Regions from separate parts of the Cricetulus griseus genome. Here region 2 is linked to region 1. A link is a contact called in public Hi-C data. All regions are on one chromosome and are shown on one strand. Each heading gives the region's core, a stretch centred on a gene start, on an enhancer-like site or on the middle of the called end of the contact. The rest is flanking DNA. Distances are from core to core; before and after follow the strand shown.

Region 1 (7,591 bases), core at 2,007-4,506:
CCCTGGTTATGAACACTCAGCTGCCCTCTCCAAGTAGAGCCCAGTACTCCCACACAGGGGCACACTATTTCTCCCTAGGTAAAGGCAGCATCCAAGTCTAGGTTCTGCTCTGTTCTGGAATATTCTGGAATGGTTCTAGAATATTCTGCCTCTGGCACATGCTTGATTTATGTTGCAATGGGAAAGGTCCCATTCTCACTCAGCCACTTGGATTTTTCCAGAGACCCTTGTTAACACAATTTCTAAGAGAGACTCTGGGGACTAAAATGCCAGTTTCCATGCAATCAGACTGCCCTTTAACTGGATCTTCTCAACTCCCGCTGTATCAGGCACTGGAATGCACTCATGCTGGACGAGGCTTGCAGGAGGCTTCTGGATGAAGTCTCCCTCCCGGGCTCAGCTCTGGGGGGTAAAGTGGAGTACAAGAGGACTCTGATGGTCAGCTTCCTCTTCAAGTTCTACCTGGAGGTTCTGCAGGAACTGAAGAGAAAAGTAAAGCTGTCCTCAGAGTCTACTGTAAGTGCACTGGAGAACAGTGGCAAATGCGCTCACACAGAGTCATGGCCTCACAGTACTGAGGCTAAAGGCCTTGCCCAAGGTGCCATCAGGTAGCAGGAGGCTGAGTTCACTATGAGTTCAAGGCCCATCTGAGCTACAGAGTGACACCCATCTCAAAAATATATAATAAACAAAAACCAGAGGCATCATCAGAGCCAGTTCCTCCTGAGGACTACGAGGCTCTATTCCACACCTTTCACACAGCTTCAGGTGGCTTGGTCTAGCTTCTGGTGGCTTGCTAGTGACCTTTACAGTTCTTTACCTTGTAGGAACTACCCTGCTGTTGCCTTTACACAACACAGCCCCTGTGTGCATGTTTACATCCAAATGTGTCCTTCTAAGAGGACGTCAGCCATAATGTCAGCCAATTCTAATTCATTACCACCATAGTAAACATCCCAGCTTGTTTGGATAGGTCACACTCTGAATTTCTGGAGGTTTGGACTTCAACATAGAGATTTGGGAAGACAAAATTCAAACCATAACGCTGCCTCTGTCAGCTCCTTGCTACCAAGGGTTCCTAGCTTTGTTGCTGCTTGTGCCATTTGTCTTGAGGGGAGCCTGTTACCATCTTCTAGAAGGCTTCGATCTGGGTCAGCCTTTGTCAGCCCAGTGTTTGTCCTGGGATTTAGCCCCAACAAACGACTTTCAGTTCTCAGGTGTTTATCATGCCCCAGCACAGAAACATTCCAAGGTCTCTGTCTCCACTCTGTAATTTTTTTCTTTTAAAATAAACTTTATTAAATCACAATTTACAGTAAAACATGAGACAAATAATATATAATTTAGCCCACCTGTTTTAGTACACAATGTATACCTATGGAGCCACCAACTGAAACTAAACATAACACATTTTCATCACCCCAAAGAATCCCCTTGTCCCCTTTGTGCCATCATTCCATCCCTGTCCAGACAAACACTAATCTGCTTTGTGGGACTGAAGTTTCACTTTGCTTAGTCTAGCATTTTGTAATCATTGTGGAATGTGACGTTCAATTTTTATGTTTCAAAAAGTCAACAACTGATGTATATATTACTATCTAAATGGCGTTCTAGGTTTTCTGATTACAAACTTCTGGAATAAGTTAAGCAAAATATTTACTCTCATACCTGTTCTCCCTGCCTTGCCCTCTCACTCTTTCAACCCTTCCCTGACAGTAATCACAGCTCTCATCCTTCCCTGTACTCTGTTCCTCAGCCACTCCTGCCCCATGGCCACAGTCCCCATGGCCACTGTCCCTAACCTCTGAATTTCAGACAAAGACCTTCATTTCTCAGTTAGGACACCAGAGAAGTCTTCCAGCCTTAGAAAAAAGATCCTGGAAAAAGCATTCAGAATTTTTTTTTCATTTTGTGAACCATGGTCTCTAGCTTATTCTGGGATGGCTTATTCAGCCTAGAGTTGCCTTCCTAACACACACACACACACACACACACACACACACACACACACACACACACACAATCTCCTAGCTCATTAGCAGACCTTTCCCTCCAGGGACATGAAGATCAGATCTAGCCAGTCATCCAAGCCCTTGCTTGCATAGGGGGTGAGGGGGCACCAGGGTCACAAAAAAGTGAAACTCTGGGGGGAGGGGTAACTAGGCCACCCCGCAGTGCACTAGGAGTCATTCTACATAACCCAAACCCAACTTGATCCAGACTAACCAGTCTCTCTCACTGTGCTGAGCCATTCCAGGACAGCCAGCATTATCCAGTGATTGCAGACCGGTTCCTGAGCGCTCTGGAAGATTTCCAGGTCACACTACCCCAGGGAGTCCAAACATACCAGGTCAGTGAGTTTGATTTCACTGAAACCTATCCTGAGAGATAAGCTGGAGCTGTGTGGACCAAGCAAGCTATTCACAGGGGTGATTTTCAGTTCTTTCTAAGTGTTTCTAATCAGGAGGTTCTCAACCCCAAGAGCAGGTGTTAGAGGAGCACAGGACTGCTCTGCCAGAGTGGTTTTCCAGCAGACAGTCATTGTCACTTTAATGTGATATTTTTGGGGCGTTTGTTTAATACCTACCCAGAAGAGTAGCAGAGTCCAGGGACTCAGTCCAAACTGTGTATGTTTAATCTCCAGTCAGTAAACAAGAGGCTTGCAAGTGACTAAGCTGGTCAGAAGGACAGTCTAGAAATGAGCTGTTCTTGCTGGTACACAGCCCTCCCCATCCTCTGCTCCTCTACACACACACACACACACACACACACACACACACACACACACCACTGCAGCCTCAGAGAAAAGTTCCAGAATAAACTCTTTCGAAATCAGTCTGCATCTGGAGGATTCTGTTCCCATTCCTTCCCACCCTGTTGCCAGAGGCCCTGGTGAGTCACACTTAGAGTTCTCACTCAGATTTTGGTCGGTCGCTGTGGGGCACGCTGTATCACTCTAGGCCTCATCAGAATGATTGGCATGAGCAGGTTTGCCATTGGAAGAGTGAGCAAGCAGGACAGAGAGACCTAAATTGTCAGGAACAAAGGAGCTCAGGGTACCACAAATGCAGGAACTAAAGAGTCCTTTCACCTACTTCACCGTTCTGTCAAAATGTTGGCCTGTCAGAGACATTGCCACCAAACAGAAATGACAATTCTGTATTCTAGTTACATCATGAAATGGTCATGCTCATCCTCTGACCAGCTCCAGTGTTTGTTGCCCAATGGAACTGCCTGCTGAGTCACCCAGACCACCCAAGATGAAAGGTTTCTGGACTAACTCTGTCTTTCTCTATAGAGAGTGGATCCTCATCAGCCTCTCCAAGATCCAGTTGGACGTCCCATCATGCATCTGTCAGGTCTTAAACATGCCACAGGGGAAGCCATATTTTGTGATGACATCCCCAGGGTGGATAAAGAACTTTTCATGGCTTTAGTGACCAGTACCAGGGCTCATGCAAAAATCATGTAAGTAAAGCAAAGCTTTTCAAAAAACCTTTTAAAGGTATACCTAGGGGTTGCTTCAAAGGACTGTGCCCTCTTCTGCAATGTCCTGGCCCAAAGAGTTCCATAAGGAAGAGAGTATATCTAGAAATGACCATCTTGAGAGCCGGGGGAGGGTGTAGGCACTAGGGATACAGCTCAGTTGGTAGAGTTCTGGAACACTTTGGAACACCATGCACAAAGCCTAAGGTACAATCCTTAGCACCATGTAAAACCAGCACACATGTAAACCACTGTAATCCCAGCAGGTAGAGGCAAGAGGATCAGAAGTTCAGGATCATCCTCACTTACATAGCTAGTTCCAGGCCCAGGTGGACTACACGAGACTCTGTCTCAAAAAAATAAAAAGTTATGGTACTTTTGTTTGCTCTCCAAGGTCATAAAACTTCAACCCCCCTGCAGCCTCATGTGTGACTCAGAGACACTCTGCTACACTGAAACACCAGCTTCATTATTGATTAGGAAACAAATACTGCCACACACTTCCAAAGGGGACCTGTCTCAATGCCGGCTGCAGCAGCTGAAGTGTTACCTCCCGGTCCTGCAGCAGGTCTCCTGGAGTCTACTCCATGGCAGGTCCACTCTGGTTGCCCAACTGGATTCGTTGCTACATATTTTTATTTTCAACTACATCCCATTTTCCCTTGGGTCTGAGACCCTCAAAATTTGCTGATGTCTCCTTCTTAAATGTCTCCTGTGTTCAGATCAATTGATTCATCTGAGGTCTTTACCCTACCTGGTGTGGTTGATGTTATTACAGCTGAAGACATTCCAGGCACCAATGGTGATGACGATGACAAATTACTGGCTGTAGATGAGGTATGAATGGGACGTGTTTTCTCAGACGCCTGTGAAAGTAGTCACCCAAGGACCCCTGTCAGTCAACTGTCCTTGCCTCCCAGTTTTTTTCTACCATGGAGGTGTAGAAGTGCCATGACCCTAGCTGCTCTCTACCCCAGTGCCTCTATTAACCTTGCCTTTCTGAAATTAGGAAATAACATATTAAACAAAAACTAATTATAGACCTGATTCAGCCACTATGTGCCTTTGAGTTCATTTATCTGAACTTATCTGAAGAGTAAATGTATGGAACTGATCTATATTAGGATAGAATGCTCTAGAAAGATCTAGAAAGGAGGTGGGGGAGGACCACAGCCACACCCTCTTATATGGAGCTCCCACCAGGTCTCACTTTCCTTCACTAGCTCTATGTTTTTTGTTGTCGTTGTTATTTGGGGGGTTTTGTTTTGTTTTTTGTTTTGTTTTGTTTTTTGTTTTTTTTTTTCAAGATAGGGTTTCTCTGTATAGCTTTGGAGCCTATCCTGGCACTCGCTCTGGAGACCAGGCTGGCCTCGAACTCACAGAGATCCACCTGCCTCTGCCTCCCGAGTACTGGGATTAAAGGTGTGCGCCACCAATGCCCGGCCTAGCTTTATGTTTATTAAGTGGTCTTGGCCTTGTCATTCAAATTCAAATTCAACAATCATTTACTGACCACTAAAGCACCTCAGCTTCTGTTCCAGCATTCCCACCTACTGCGAGCCTTTCAAGTCCACCACCTTTAATGGAGGAATGATCACAACATACCTCATTGTATCACAGTGAGTTAAACAAGTGAATACACTCAAGGTACCCAGGACAGCGGCTGGCATATGAAGACTCACTAAGTGCTGGCCATTATCACATTTCAGGCAAATCCACACACTCTCTCCTCCAGCCTTGAAGGAGACCAGTGGGGTTTTGTGTTTTATTTGTTGTTTTTTTTGGGGGGGGGGGCTTGTTTTTTAATTCATCAGAAGAGGTTGACTGTCATTTTTCAGTCTGTTGGGGGCTGCCATAATAAAACCACCTAAACATGGCCTGGAGAGATGCCTCAGTGGTTAAGAGCACTGGCTGCTCTTCCAGAGGTCCTGAGTTCCATTCCCAGCACCCACATGGCAGCTCACAACTATCTGTAACTCCTGTTCCCAGTATCCAATGCCCTCTTCTGGTCTCTGTGGGCACTATATGCATGTGCTACACAACAGACACATGAAGGCAAACCACATAAAGTAAAAATAAATACATCTCACAAAAAAAGTACATAAGGTGGAGGCTGAAACAATGGAAATGGATTTTTATAGTTCTGGAGCTGAGCCCAGGCCATGGTGTGAGCAGGTCTGGCTCCCTCTGCAGAATCTCTTCTTGCTTGCTGATGGCTGCCTTTGCATTGTCTTCCTTTTGCATTTTCTCTGTTCCTTCTCTCATAGGCTCAATAGTCACATTGCACAGAGCCCCACTCTTATGGCCTCACTCACTCAACGTTAATAACCTATGTGGAGATCCTGCCAACAAATGCAATCTCATAGTAAGGGGTTGGGAAGTTCAGTCACTTGACAACAGAGGCCACACATTTACACATTAAGCTCTTAAGTGACAGGATGGAGGATGCATGTAAACACAACATGACAGGGGACTCAACTGGTTCATGTTATAGTCAATCTCTGGGACTTATACTTTCTGAGTATAGTGACCAGTGAGTGAAACTGTATAATACATACTTTTTGTGTGTGGTGCTGGAGGTCTAACCAGGGGTCTCCACATGCTAGGCAAGTGCTATACCACTGGGTATAATGCAAGCCTTCTTTTTTTATTATTATTTTTAAATTTTTACCCAAGTACATGTGACTCCGGTATGGCTATTTCTGTTCAATAAGAACATCTAAGATGCCAACCATGGGTGTAGTTGAGCTTGGCTTCTATTCTGTTTGCTTTTAAGTTATTTAAATTAGTTTATTTATTTTTATTATGGAGCAGAGTGTGGGAGATGTGGAGGTCAGAGGACAGCTTTATGGAGTTGTTTCTCTCTCCACCGGCCTTTACATGGGTTCCAGGGATGGACTTCGGGTCCACAGGCTTGTACAGAGAGCACCATTACACACTGATCCATCCCCCTGGCTCTCTGTCTGCTGTGTATGTACTCTACAGGTGCACTGTGTGGGCCAGGTCATCTGTGCCGTGGTTGCAGAGACTGATGTTCAGGCAAAACGAGCAACTGAAAAGATAAAAATCACCTATGAGGATCTGAAACCTGTGATTTTCACCATCAAGGTAAGAAGGGCCAGTCAGTCTCCCTCTGAAATTGTAAAGTTGGGCTGGATTGATGGCTCAGTGGTTAAAAGCACTTGATGCTCTTGCAGAAGACCCAGGTTCTATTCCCAGCATCTTCATGCTGGCTCACAGCCATCTGAAGCTCCAGTTCCAGAGGATCTAAGACTGGCTGCTGGCTTCTGCAGATATCAAGCATGTGTGTCATGCATAGACTTATATACAGGCAAACACTCATACACATAAAATTGTCCCGCGCCCGCTCTGTATTCCTCGCCAGCAAGAAATACACGCAGGACACTCGGATCCTTCTGCAGACAAGCTTTAATGCATTTTACCAGAGTGGAGACATTTGAACCAAGAAAACCATCCCTTATAAAAGGCTGACCAGCCGCCTGGGACGTATTACCCTATGAATGGCTTTAGCTCCTCAGGCTAAAATGAGCCACGGGATAGGCAGAGATCAAAGGAATGGAGATTACCCAGCGCCTGTGAAGTAATTCACACCTTGGTGTCTTCAGGCAGCATTATAATGCAGGAACCGGCTTCCTACATAAAATAAAAATAAATCTTTAAAAAATTGTAAAGTCAAAAGCATCTTTGCAAATATCTTAATAGTAGAAGACTAACTCAGAACCTTTTTCCCCCCTTTGGCATTTGCTTGCTCTGGAAAAATCATTTTGCTCCAGAAGATATTACTTGTATGAGATGAAATTATTTTGGCTCCAAGAAGCAGGAAAAAACAATCAGCGTAGAAGTTTCTCTGTCGCATTCAAAAGCCTAGAAGTAGCCAGACCTAGTGAAAGGGGCCTTGGTTCTGGCTGTGTGGCCCACTGAGGCAGATGAACTGCACCTAAGCAACTTAGTGAGATCCTGACTCAAAACAAAACATAAAAGAAAGATGGGTGTATAGCTCAGTGAACTAAGTGCTAAATGCTTGCCTACTGACAAAAGACAAGAAAAAAGACTGGACATGAGCAGTCTGAGGCTTATATGGTAG
Region 2 (6,925 bases), core at 4,408-6,907, 67 kb after region 1:
CTCATGCATATTTACAGATATACAGACACAAAATTTAAAAAAGTAATAAGTATTGTTTTTTCAAGACAGGGCTTCTATGTGTAGCTTTGGAGCCTGTCCTGGAACTAGCTTTTGTAGACCAGGCTAGTCTGGAACTCACAGAGATCCACCTGCCTCTGCCTCCCAAGTGCTGAGATTAAAGGTGTGTGCCACCACTGCCCAGCTTAATAAGTATCTTAATTCTTAAAATTTTTATTAAGACTGTTCCAAGACTAGTTAATGAAGTATTCTCAATCATAAAGTCTTATTTTAAGCAGGGGAGCCAATCTGACTACCAATGAAGAAGAGTTCAAGCACACTCATGTTGCCGCTAAGTACAGGGCATAGCAATTGGCTGGGCAGGACAGAGGAAGGAACCCTGACACTAAACAATTCCCTTCTTATCCTTGGCCAAGAACACACAAGGAAGCTCTGGTTTCTTATCTCCATTTAAAGGGAATACAACCAAGCGACCAAAACTGCAGTCCACTCACCTCCCTTCTATAGTTTTTTCATTGTGAAAATGAATCATAAAAAAAATGCTGGATATGATGGCACTCACCTTTAATCCCAATACTTGGGGAGGCAGAGGCATGTGGAGCTCTGTGAGTTCAAAAGCAGCCTGGTGATGGGGGAAGGTCTTCTGTGTATATGTTTGTCTTATTAGTTGATAAATAAAGTACTGTTGGCCAATAGGGAAGCCAGTTAGGTGGGACTAGGAATCAAGGAGGATTCTGGGGAATGTAGTAAAGAGAAGTCTTGTAATCCAGGCAGGAAGTGACATAGCAGGCAGACTCAGAATATAAGCAGGGACAAGCAGGAAATCACTCGCTTCCTCCTCCTCCTCTCTTCTCTGGGGAGCCGCCACGTGATCCTGGAAAGAGGACCCTATCCGCCAGCGTCCTCCATAAGTCTTTATAAAATATATAGATTAAGAAATCCTAGTCATTGGCCAGCAGCACTGTAACTAATATAAGTCTCTGTGTGTTACCTAGAGCCCTAATGTGGCCGAGGGCGGAACTCAGGAGGCTGGCAGAAAGATTTATCCTTACAACCTAGTCACTACTAAATGGAGAATTCCAGGTCAGCTAGAGCGACACAGTGAGACCCTATCCCAAAAGAAATGAGGAGGAGGCAAAGAAAAAGGAGTAAGGAAAAAAGAAAATCAGTTATATCTACTTCCCCATCTCTGAAAGAAAGCTACTTCCTCCTGATCAAAAGAATATAATCTACTTCTGGTCCTTAGTGTGAACAAAACAAACCATTGTCTCTTATTTTAAAAATTAATCCAGAGTGCTAGGTGATGGTGGTATACACCTTTGATCCCAGCACAGAGGCAGGCAGATCTCTGTGAGTTCCAGGCCAGCCTGATCTACAGAGTCAGTTCCAGGACAGCCAGGGCTACACAGGGAGATCTTGTCCAGAAAAAAAAAAAAAAAAAAAAAGCATTGGGTGGTAGTGGCACATGCCTTTAATCCCAACACTCAGGAGGCAGAGACAAGTAGATCTCTGTGAGTTCAAAGACAGCTTGGTATACAGAGGGAGTTCCAGGACAGGCTCCAAAGCTACACAGAGAACCACCCCCCCCAAAAAAAGAAAAATAAGTAAACAAAGAGTTAACCCAGCTGGGCTAGTCAATCACCCAGACTATCCCTCAGGAAGGTAGCCATACTAAGGAGATGGGAGAAACAGTTATCATTTTAGTGAGATAGTGTCTTTTCCTTCCCAGGAGCCCCACTTAGAGAGAACACACTACTGTGTAGCTCTAAGCTAGCCTGATCCCTTTGCCATGCCAGTCTCTACTGCTGAACACGATGGCCTAATCAAAAGGCCTGGGTTTCTCTCTGCCTCATCTTTCTCCTGCCTGAGGCTGACTGTTGTTTTCTCTCAATCTTTAATAAAACTGTCCCCAAGCTTCATTTTTCAATTCTTTTATTACAGAGACTAAGAACCCAAAGAGGGCATCCGTTTTCCTGGTAACATATGGCACCCAAAGTGGGACTCCCTAAAATCTCCAGTAACACTGTAAGATACAGTTATGAATGTGGCTAATATTTTACCAGAAACTGCATTTTCATGCTGGAGTAGGCAAAGTTAAATGTTATTTTTTTTTGGTACCTTGCTGTTTTTGTAATTTGGTGCAGTGTGTGTGTGGAGGTCAGAAAACTTCGATGCTCTTTCTTTCCAACATGGGTTCTTGGAGTGGAATTCAGGTCAGGCTTGGTGGCAGTGCCTTTACCAGATGGGCTACCTCAGCAACTTCAGAGCTTTCTTTAAATGTCAATTTTCAAGCTCCGCTATGAGGAAATTAGCTCCCCCTTAAACTTCTTCTTTGTGACTTTCTTTCTCCCCAGGGTAAAGTCTGCAGTTGTAATAAAGGTACTAGTGTTACACATTTGCTGTGTCCCCAGAGGTGCTGCCTGCTGTCGACTGAGGCAGCACTAAAATGAGTTAAGACTCAGCCATTACCATCAAGACTGTTGGTTTAAGAGAGAAGCCCATTACACACATAGCTGAAATAGCAGAAACAAAGTACAACTTAAAATGAAGTCTTAAAAAAACAAGAAGTGCATTCACATTTGATGCACTACTCAGGAAAGTCTGGGGAAAGTAGTAGCTAAGGTAAGCTAGACATAGTGGGCAGGATTTTGACAAGGAATGTATTCACATTCGAAACACCACTCAGGAAGGTTTGGGGAAAGCAGCAGCTAAGGTAAGCTAGACATAGTAGGTAGAATTTTTGACAGAATCCGAAGAACCTATCGATCAAGAGAAGGGAAGACACAATGTATCCTGGCTGACCGGTGGAGTTGAGTTGTCTAGGAAGGTTTTCTACCAGAATATAGTTATAAACAATATTCCCCACACTAGCCTACCATATTCCCTCCCACCCAAGAATATGAATCAGGAAACGAGATTGTTTCTGTAATAGGGAATGTTTGAGTATGTTTTAGTGTTTTGCATACGTACATGTTCCTGAGTGTATGTATGTACATGGGTGTGGATGGCTGGATTTTCTACCTCATTTTCTGAGATATCTCAATCTCTCTTACTCCTGAAAGGTCACAGGGTCTCATTGTGTAATTCTGGCTGACTGAAACTCATTATGTAGATCAGGTTGTCCTGGATCTCATAGGCTACCACCCCGCCTGTGCCTCCTGAACACTGGGATTAAAGGAGTGTATTACCACACTTGGCAAAGCAGAATCTCTCAATTGAACATGGAACTTGAATATGTGGTTTGGCTGGCTGGCCACCCTGCTCCAGGGACTCCCTTCCTCCATTTGCCCTGCACTGGTGGACTGCCATGAACACCCGACTTCTATGTGGTCTCTGAAAGTTTGAATTTTAGTCCTCATAGTATGTGGAAAACATTTTACCCACACAGTTATCCCCCAAGTCATGTTTCAGTTTTTAATGAACATAACCTTTTAACTTTAGTATGAGTTTAGTTTAGTATCAAGGATTGTTCACTGCTTGAGATGGAGTAAGGACTCAATAAAAAGCTATCAATGGTATAGGAAGTAAAGGTGGAAAAATGGTATTCCTGTGGCCTTGCATGAAGGAATGTAAACACTAATGAGAAAGAAAGTGGGCTACATTAAGGAAGATCACCTGGAAGTGTGAAGAAAGAAAGAGTACTATGAGGAAGCCCCATTGAGTTAGGGGGAACAGAAACATAAATCAACTAGGCTTGGTGACTGGTGCCTAGCACCTGAAAAGCTGATGTAGGAATATTGCCAGTTCAAGGCCAGCCTTGGCAACATATCAAGACTATGTCTTAAAAATACAAAGTAAGGACAATTGGAGAGATGGCTGAGCAGTTAAGAGCACTGGCTGCTCTTCCAGTGGACCTGGGTTCAATTCCCAGCACCTACATGGCAGTTCACAACTGCCTGTAACTCCAGACAAACATGTAGGCAAAATACCAATGCTCACAAAATAAAAATAAATTTAAAAAAAAAGACAAAGACAGGATATGATCTGACAAATGCAGATCAAGTTTTATGGGCCTCCCTAACTTGTCATCTCTGGCTCTAGCTCTCGTTTAACCAGGCAGTTCATTATACTGGTGGAGCCAGACTGCCGGGTTCCAACTGAGCTAGCTCTTCCACTAACAGTTCTATATGACCTTGGACAAGTTAACTGACCTTGGTGCCTTCTTTTCCCAACAAGAGAAAACTAACAATAGTGTCAAGGTCGTAAGGCAGTCTCAAGAATTCAATACACTGAATAAAGTGCTTAGGAGAATGTCTCTCACACACAATACAAACACAGCTCTTTAGTTAAATATTGTACTCTTAACAAATCAGAAACAAAAATAATATGGGGAAATGGTAGTCTATGACACAGACTATGAAAAATAAGACTTCAAAAGAAATGCCCTGACTCCCATCACTTTCCACCTATGCTCCACAGACTTCCCAGGTGCCACCAAAGTTCAGTCCCACTGGCTACCTGCAGTAGTATCTCCAAGAGGTCAGGTTCTTCCTATTCCTTCAGTTTGGAAAGGGATAGTGCCTAGATCCAAGAAAGTGCAGCTTAATGACTTAGAGGTGAATCTAAAACCCCTTTAAATGTAGTAAACGTTAAGTCCCCAAGAACACAGGCACTTTGTATGTATGAGTAAGGAAGATTGAAGGTGTAGGCACAGAAACGGGGGTCGGCTACTGAGTGACCCGAATACCCAGAGCAAGGTTCTAAGAAGACCTGGAACACACTAAACATTACAAGGCAAGGAGGGCAAAGACTAAGAATGCCAGGATTTTCCTATAACTTCAGGAAACAACTCTAATAAGTAATTTTCCGTGTAAGTCTGTAGGCGAAGGCAGCGGTCAGAGCGTTAGGAAGGTGATTAACAAATACACACTGGTTTTTTACCGATATGTATGGTTAAGAAAGGGAGGTTGGGACGGGAAGGTGATTTTAAGGACAAATCCCGATGTCAGGGTTTCTCTGGTAGGAGATCGAGGAAGCAGACGAAAAGGGCACAAACAGGGTGCCGGCGCAGTTTTATGTGATGTCCCCAAGAATATACACCTTCTGCAGGTCCTCAGAGTGTGGCCCCTCTCCACTGGCAATACCTGCGTCTCGGAGACTCTGTGATAAAGGCTCATTCTTGGGTCCTGCAGCAGGACCAATTACAAACTCTGCGGGGAGGGGGGCCTCGCAATCTGTTTTAACAAGTCCGCAGTCCACCACAGTCTGGGGACAGGCACCGCTTGTAAGGCTTGGGGGCAGGCAGGGGTCACACTTGCCCTCGGCCCCGCAGAGCATAGAGGCCCAGCCAGCTGCAGAGGACCCCGGCCAGGCAGACAGAGTGGGGGACCTGCCGGGGCCCAACAGAGCCCTCCCGCGGCCCCGGCCTTTACGCTCGCCGCCCAGCTCCCCCCACCCCCGGGACGGGGCGGACGGGTCCAACTCGCGCCAGGTCGAGGGGCGGCTCCAGCCTTTCACCCCCGCCCCGGGCGGAGAGGCCGGAGGATGCGGCGGGGGAGGAGAGACAGATGAGCTTCCCGGGTACGAGAATCCGGGCAGCCTAGGGCTTCAAAGCGGCTTAAAGAGTCCTACCCCCGCCGAGGTCGTCGGTACCCCGGCTGCCACCCCGCGTCCCCGGCAGGCCGGGTGCGAACTGGCGCAGAGGAGAAATCTCGCGATAGCAGGCCGCCGGGCGGGGGTGGCGCCTCTTCCTCCTCTTCTGCTCGCGTTAGTTCCGGTCGCAGAGGAGACAGCGCCGCAGTTGCCGCCAGCTCGGGGATTTCTGGCTCTTTTCTCTTCGCCTTAAATTCGGTGAGGCGAGTGCGGCGCAGGGCCGGGGGTTGGCGGCGCTCCGGGGCCCGGCGGAGAGCGAGGGTGGCGGCGCGGTTCGGTGGGGCCGGCGGAGCCCGGGGCCTGGATTCGTGGCCGGGGCCGCCGCTGTGGCGGGCGGGCAGGCGGGCGGGCGGGCGCGAGGCCCGCGGGGCGCCGGGGTGGCGGCGCGCCCCGTGTGCGCCCCGCCGGCCTGGGTAACAAAGCCGCCGCGGCCTCTGTTGGGTGATGTACGCGTGGGGGGTTCGGCGGGCGGGGCGCAGCCGCCGCCACCACCGCCCGGCCGCCGCCTCCGCCGCTGCTTTCGCGGAGGGCGGGCGGATGTACGGGGCGGCGGGGGCCCCGGCGCGCAGCGCCTCGGCGCCTGTGGTCCGCTCGGCGCGGCGGCCACCACCGCAGGCGACAGGGTCAGTGGAGAAGGACCCACGGCGCGCTGGGGCCCGTCAGTCGGACCCTCCGAGGCGGGAGGCACGGGAAAGGGTGTGGATGCGGAGACGCGTGCCCCGGGGAGGAGGAGGCGGCGGCTGCGGCGGCGGCTTGGGCTGTAGCGTTTGCGGCCAGCTCTGGGTTTTGCAGCTTGGAAGGGTGCAAGCTCAGGCGCCACTTTGGAGTGAGGGCGGTGCTCCTGTTCAGGAGGGACTCCCTTGGATGGATAGGTAGCTAGCTCGTGGCGGTCCGTGACAGTCCGCTGAGTTCTGGCTACTTAGAAGAAGTGGGCGATGCAAAGGGCAGGGTAGAAGAGACTGAGCAGTTAGGCTTGTGTAGGCGATTTGCCACCAGACAGGGTGACAGTGTAATGTCATAGCGAGGTGTAGTTCCAGGACTTATTTCGTTTAAGGGGCTCTTGTAGAGGGACACTTAACCTGCATTGCCTCTGCTGCCTGTGAACGGAAAGTGTTTTGGGTTTGATGAGTTGTGATTTTGACTTAAGGTTTGATACTTTGTTTTAGAATTTAACGTTACTGTCACAGATGGCTTTTAAGACCCTGTTTCTGTTTTGTTTTTTTTTCCCCTAGGGTGTCTTTTATGAATAATCAAAAGCAGCAAAAACCAACGCTATCAGGCCAGCGTTTTAAAACCAGAAAAAGAGGTAATTATT

The links. Hi-C and Micro-C count contacts between places; a contact is called where the count stands out from the background.
Region 2: a contact with region 1 is called in a Hi-C map of the CHO-K1 cell line, with 2.3 times the contacts expected there. The contact joins the promoter of Bzw1 here to the enhancer-like site in region 1. A contact is called at or near these places in 2 of 8 Hi-C or Micro-C datasets (the CHO-K1 cell line and fibroblasts).

The regions. Positions count from the first base shown.
Region 1 is chr2:412,714,620-412,722,210 of CriGri-PICRH-1.0, forward strand. LOC100759157 (aldehyde oxidase 2) reads left to right here. Exons shown (of 35, transcript NM_001292060.1): 15 at 330-516; 16 at 2,258-2,350; 17 at 3,299-3,468; 18 at 4,209-4,323; 19 at 6,472-6,594. Among named protein-coding and RNA genes, the nearest start is that of Bzw1, 67 kb to the right of the region's middle. Within about 2 kb of position 3,257, at least 4 of the 6 cell types and tissues checked have open chromatin away from gene starts, as enhancers often do. A contact at or near this core is called in the CHO-K1 cell line and fibroblasts, where this site is marked.
Region 2 is chr2:412,779,535-412,786,459 of CriGri-PICRH-1.0, forward strand. Bzw1 (basic leucine zipper and W2 domain-containing protein 1) reads left to right here and starts at 5,658. Exons shown (of 12, transcript XM_027396940.2): 1 at 5,658-5,808; 2 at 6,843-6,916. The coding sequence starts at 6,853.